Linked DNA regions of Capsicum annuum: region 2 is linked to region 1. A link is a contact called in public Hi-C data. All regions are on one chromosome and are shown on one strand. The core of a region is the stretch at or near the end of the contact, and the rest is flanking DNA. Distances in the headings are between cores, read along the strand shown.

Region 1 (3,483 bases), core at 43-2,542:
GACATGCATCGTTATACGCTTTGTAAGACAAAGTAAGCTCCTCAGGAGTAGTACAAAAGATTGTCGGGGTTTTCTGTTCTTGAAACTCCGACAGCCTATTGTAAAGAGCTTCCAAGAAATAGAACCCAACTCGCTCTGTTGGATCTCCTTGTTGGGAAACTGATTCCTTTAGTCGAATCAAAGATTTTGCTGCATTTTCAGGCTCTGAATCAGCGAGTCTCGCACATTCCACCAAGGATTTCAACAATGGGTTTGACGTGAAACTTTCAGGGGAACTACAGGGCACATCAACTGGATTCTTCACTGATACCACTTTGGATTCTTTACAGGGAAGTTGAACCACTGGAAGAGGAGAAGAAGATGGTGGGACCCACTGAGATGTTTGTGGTTGTAGTGAGCTTAGATTTTTCTGGGTTTCGGAAAAAATGAGATCGGAAGGAGGCGGAGGGGGAGGCGGAGGAGGAGAAGAGCCAGTACTGAGTCGATTGGGACAACTGGAGAAGGGATCTCCGTAGAGGGTAGTGAATTCGGAACTCGTCTGCCACGCGTCGCAACCAGATTGAAGATTGGAACTTCCAGCAGAATCTCCACCGCCCATCAAACTCTCCATCCACTCATCCGAGTCAAACTCACCACCCGGTCCACCGCCGAAATCAGCAAACCTAAACCCGGTCGAATGGTGTTCCAAGTTCGGGAACTGAAATCCCGGTTCACCACCATCCGGTCCACCGGCAACCTGAAATGGGTCAGCAAAACCTGACCCGGTAAGTCCATACCCTAAAGTGGTGGGGCTATTAGTCAAGCTCTGATGAGAGGTAGTCCATGGGTTCATACACAGAGGATTAACACCCAAGAATTGCTGCTGATGTTGCTGCTGTTCTTGCTGTTGAAGCTGCTCTTGCTGCTGTTTTTGCTTAATGACTTGTTGAGCAATTGCCATTAGATTTCCACTGTCAGTACACATATAGGCCATTCTCCACACCAAATCTTGCTAAGTTACACTACTTTTTACACATTACAAATTGGTGAGCAAGTTTTGAGTGGACTACTAACACAGTAGCCCCAAGAAGAGGGAGAGAGAGAGAGAGAGAGGGAGTGGAAAAGGGGGGGTTTAGTGTGGTGTGGGAAGTGCTTAGCTTTAATTGACGAAAGCTCAGCCTTACAAGGAGGACAAAAGTTTTGTTTAAAGTAACTCCATCTGTCACACTATTTTTAATTTTATTTTTGTAATAAGGTAACAAAAGGGAAAAGATGAAAGTGTTTCGAAACACTTGACGCAGATTATTGTATTTTATTTTTTAAATTATATTATTTTGTGTTTAAAACACTTTTATACCTGAATAAATGAATTTTAAAATATTCTATCTTATTATATCCAACTAGCGTGTATTCGTTCGTAGTTTAATTAAAGCATAATTCATAAACGGGATTTTAACTTGACATCAAATTATAATTATGATTTTTAACTTTATCAGTGTACAAGTAGGCCCTTTAACTATATAAAAACTGAACAAAAAAACACTCCAATTCTGTTACTTACATGCGTGAAATTCAATCGCTCCCACGTAGATCCACTCAAATGCCACCTAATAAAAAAAACATATTATAACTATAATCTTTAACTTTGTCAGTGAACAAATAAGCTCTTTAGCTATACAAAAATTGAACAAAAAAATACTTCAATTCTAATTTTGACACGCGTGGTTTTGAATGTATACACGTATTTTGCCAGATAGAATTGAAGTATTTTTTTTTTCAGTTTTTGTATAGTTAAAGGATCTAATTGTGTACTTATAAAGTTAAAGATGATAATTATAATTTAATATCAAGTTAAAAGTCTTATTTATATATTATGCCATTAATTGAACTTGTCTTTCAATGTAAGTATTATTTGTATGACATTCATGAGAATATTTAAAATTACAAAAATTATTTTAGAAACAAACCGACTAAAAACAATTCTATACAGATAAATCATCCTAGGAACTTTCTCACATATTCATAATTTTTCCTCCAACTCCTCATAATTCTCTCCGAATTTCCCAACACAGCGCTTTGGTTAATGGAAATGAAAGGGTTTTAACCCAAAAATCTTTGATAAAATAATCAATAATAATCTCCTTCATTTTAATTTATGGTTTATTTAATGTGGGAGATTCTAATTAAAACATCTTTTAGAATTGTCGTTCTATCATAAAATTTTCACATTGTCAGAAATTCATCTATAAAATGCCTATCAAAATAATCGAGGTTAAGAAATATAAAAATTAAATAAAATGATTTAAAAATTATGTTCAAACTTGAGGTGCATTTTAATGAAGAAAAATTTAAATATAAAAAAGAAGAATTGTGATGGTAGTTGGGGTTTGATGAAAATTAAAGAAAAAGTTCAAAATAAAGTTTTTTACCATGTAATGATTATGTGAAGAGAAAAGACATTTTTTCCCCGAACTTGTCGTCACAATTCACTTTATCCTTTAAACTTAATTTTCATTTATTTACTCTTTAACAACTTTCAAATGAATTAAATTCGTCCCTATAGCTGATATGACAAAAAAAAAGTGAGTGAATTTTTTTATTTTTTTTAAAGACCACTTTATTGCTATTATTATTATTATTATTATTATTATTATTATTATTATTATTATTATACATACATACATACATATATATGTATATATATAACATTAAAAGAAAAATGTCTTCATAGAAGACATTTTCATCTTCTTCAGCATTCTCCTTCCCCACCCGCACGCCCACGCCCACGCCCACCCCATCTCCAACACTCTATTTCTTCATCTTCTTCATACCCCCACCCCGTTTTTTCGTAATTCTCTTCCTATCAAGTCCTAATTAATCCAAAATTTTATTTTTTGACAATAAAAAAGGGTTCAAGATTGATGAACAAGTTTGATTCTTAACCAAAAATTTCATGTCATCCGAATATCATCTATACCATTTTCGAATTTCGGACTGTTTATGCCATTTCTGTTGACATTTTTGAGAAAGAAATTAAAAATTTAGGAGTTTTGGAATTTTGGGTTTTGGTTAATGTGAAAGAATTTGGATTTGAGATTTTGTGTATTGATGAGTTTTTGTGATCATGTACTTGTATTTAGTTCATTAATTAATTTGCTCAAACTAATTCAAGTTAATTTTGCATTTGATGAAGAAAAAATTCATTGAAAAAGCTTGTGGAAATGGTGAAAGAAATAGAAAAAGTGGTGCTTTTATGTGAAAAAAGAAAAAGAAGAAGAAGAAGAAGAAGAAGAAGAAGAAGAAGAAGAAGAAGAAGAAGGAGGGGATGAGACGGGGCTGCTGTCTAATGAAGAAGTAAAAGGAATAGGGATGGGGTGGAGTGGGGGCTGTGAAAGAACGAAGGGAGTGGGGGTTGTGAAGAAGAAGAAGGAAGGAGGGTGGGTCTATTTTATTTATATAAAAAATATTTTTTTATAAAAAATATAGTCTATTAAATTTCTCCAT
Region 2 (3,577 bases), core at 791-3,290, 39 kb after region 1:
TTGTTTTCAAATTTTGATCAATAAATATTTTTTGAGTTAATGGAGTAGTTTTTTTTTTTTTTTTTTTTTTTTAATTTTTTTTTTTTTTTTTTAATTTTTTTTTTTTTTTTTTTTTTTATTGTAATCTGCTTCTGTGCTTTACAATGTGTTTGTGTGGTATCTCGTGCCTTGAGCCGGGGGTTTATCGGAAACAACCTTTCTACTTCATCAGAGGTAGAGGTATGGACTGCGTACATCTTACCCCCCAGACCCCACTAGGTGGGAATACACTGGGTTTGTTGTTGTTGTTGTTGTAATGGAGTAGTTTTTTTTTATAACTAAAATTATTTGTAGGGATATTATTATTTTGATAATTGAAAAGAAGTAATGAATAAATTGAAAAAGATTTAGAAAAAAATTAAAGAAATTTGAAGACATTTTTATAAATAATAATAAAATTTGTAAATTAATTTATTTGAACAAATTTATTAGTAAAAATATAAAAAATAAAATTAAGAAAATAAAAGAAATATTTAAAAGAATTTAAGGGATATTCTTATCTTTACACATACTAATCCCATAATATTAAAATCCATATATTACTAATACCACCATTTGTGATGTATTAGTAATACACCTTATATATCATGTAAGATGTATAATTAATACATTATATTAATAATATATTGATCCAAAATTTTATCAAATATAGTATTAATTAATATCAGACTTAATACATGAATTATTTATCCTACTGCGGCCTACCAAACGACCCCTTTTGCTTGTATCATAACAAAGTGCAGTTTCCTAGTTGGAGCCAGTGTAACCATTTCAATTTTGGATACTGGATTTGCCTGCTATGAGTGAAATTTCAGTAGATTTTTGACCAAGAAAGTAAATAAAGTTGTACAAACATGTCAACACGTCAGCAAATGAGTCAGCTCTGAGCTGGTGTCCTACTTCCATTGGTCAAACAGTGGCTCGAGGCTGGAAAAAAGTGAAAATTAAAGGTGATGGGAATAAAAATAAAAATAAAAGGTTTTTTAAAATAAAAAAGGAAAAAGAAAAACAGTTGTGGAAAAAAGGGAGATAATCTGATAACGTTAAATTGGGTTACGTTCCATTTAGGGCGGTTTATGGGGCCCGTTAAGGGACCAGTGGGCCCTATCGCCGTAAGACGAAAAAGGAAAGTAAGGGAAAAAAAAATAGGGGACCACGTTATGGGAGAAAGTAACGGTACATGATATTTTTGACTGGGAGATTACATTACAAAGCCTAGGCCCCTACTGATAATAACAGCCAAAGTCGGTGTCAATGACGAATTCAGAATTTAAAGATTATGGATATTTGAAAAATTTAAATATAATATTAATTTCAAAACATTAAGGTTCTTATTGAAAATTAAAATACCCAACTATATCATTATTGTTTATTGAGTGTTTTTTAAGTTTTATATTAATATATATTTTTTATATAATTATACCTAATCTGCTTCAAATTGAATGAATATTGGAGCATCAAAATAATGATCATAGGTCCGCACCTGCCCAACCTCACCTACCCCCTAAGAGATATTGTCCCTAAATATTGGAAAAGAAATTTGTCTTGATATTTATGTCAAACGCTTTTTTCATCAATGTCAAAAAAATATAATTGGTTGATAATATTCACTTTATTTCTCAATCAAGTTATAAATTAGATCATCCCATGTATGTTCGACCATGCCTTCAACCCAAATCATACATAATCGATCACCCGTACTCGTCATACATAGGTATGTTGAACTTACCCAACATGAAATACCATTAACACTCCATCCCTAACTTCATAATAACGGATGCAAACTTAATATATATATACACTTTCCTGAGAATATAAGTAATACTTACACTCTATAAATATGTATGTTTTGTATTGTTCATGTATATATAAGATCGATCAGCTGGTAGGTATAATACTTGATTTGATTTTATGTTTCTTGTTTATGGTTACCCTTTTTTGTGTATGGCGCAATATATTGGAGGAGTCAATGCACTTCCAAAGTTAGAAAAGAAAAGACAAATATTCATTAAGCTAAGAATGTGTGGAGGGCCAATCTCTTTGTACAATGGAAAAGTATTTGTATGATATAATTTCGTCATATCAATTTTTCGAGCTACCAAAGAAAAGGATGTGCCTCTTAAGTTTTAAACACATATTAATAATTTGAGGAGTACTAGTCTTCTGGTATATAATTACTCAATTAATAATTATTATCTCAAATAATTACCTTTTTCTTTGAGAAAAAATTAAACTCTGGAAAAAATATAAACTTTCTAAGGTAATACAGTAATTGTTAATTTAGTGATCACTGGAGAAATCAGCCCCGGATTGTGGTGGCTTTGTTTTTTGGGTCAGAGATCACTGTCAAGAGCTGGCTTGAAAGCTAAAGCTAAGAGTCTGCCTCTGACTGATCTCTGGTTTTATGAGGACATAAGGCACGCAAGAAAGTCTAGGCAGAGACTATAGATGATAATATGACATAACATATGAGAAGGGAAGCATGATTGGTCCAACATATTTTCTTAGAAAATTAAACTCTTACAAGACAAGTTAACAATGCATGTAAGGTCACCTTCAACTCTATATTCACCCATGCATGCCCGCTACCTTTTTTCCTTCTTTGTTTGTTTCCATATGGTGTTCAATCGGTAGGAATCCGACTAATTTCAGATTCGCCCTGGGCACATCTTCGGGGATGGCACTTGAAACGTGATCGTTTTCCGATTTCAGGAAATCGAACCCGATCGAGATCTCTAATTAAGAACGAAAGGATCTCAACCATCATATCACAACCTATATATGTGTGTTTTTTGTTCTTTTATTTCAAATGAGAAAAGTCTCATTTAGTCTGGGTTGCTGCATACAAGTAAAAACCCAAACGTATATTAGAACTAGTTCAATAATATTTCAATACTTCAGACCTTTTGTTATCAACTCTGATCGTATATATCTAGTCACATATTCAATATTCAGACCGTGTGAGTTAAAAGTTAAGTATATCTAACTCATGCTTGATGAAATTCCAAACCATAATAGCTAACTACATGTTTGTTAATGCCAAATGATCCCACATCATGTGAAGTTATGGGGCTCGTCTGCGGCTTAGCTTGCTCATGCTCTCTTTTGTCTTTGAACTTCTCTCTAGTTCGAGGAGATCTCAGTGTATTCCCACATAATGGGGTTTGGGGAGGATGAAATGTACCCTGTCCATACTACTACCTTCGAGGAAATCTTTTCATATCTTCGTTATTTTTGAGAGACCTACACCTTATAAAAACTGTGTATATGAGAGTATCCACTAATTAAAACAAATCACAACTTTATTTTATAAGTAATTACTACTGCGGAAAGCTAATGAAACTATTTTAATAAAATTTAATTCTTTCAATTCCGGGGCGATTTTGAGATTGATTTTCTGCACAATATAATATAGATCTAGACCACTGACCCCATGCAACTTCATTCAAGAAAAAATTATGTACTTGCTTGTAATGATCATGCTTTAATTTGCTACGAGAGAGATCTAGTGTTGAGGGCTGTTTCTTTCCAATGCCAG

What was found. Hi-C and Micro-C count contacts between places; a contact is called where the count stands out from the background.
Region 2: a contact with region 1 is called in a Hi-C map of leaf, with 7 times the contacts expected there. The contact joins the enhancer-like site here to the promoter of LOC107859956 in region 1. A contact is called at or near these places in 5 of 5 Hi-C or Micro-C datasets (bud, leaf, pericarp and 1 more).

The regions. Positions count from the first base shown.
Region 1 is chr2:140,674,589-140,678,071 of UCD10Xv1.1, forward strand. LOC107859956 (SCARECROW-LIKE protein 7) reads right to left here and starts at 1,293. Exons shown (of 1, transcript XM_016705126.2): 1 at 1-1,293. The coding sequence starts at 973.
Region 2 is chr2:140,712,576-140,716,152 of UCD10Xv1.1, forward strand. No RefSeq gene overlaps it. Among protein-coding and RNA genes, the nearest start is that of LOC107859955, 13 kb to the right of the region's middle. Within about 2 kb of position 2,041, at least 3 of the 5 cell types and tissues checked have an H3K27ac peak or open chromatin away from gene starts, as enhancers often do. A contact at or near this core is called in leaf and pericarp, where this site is marked.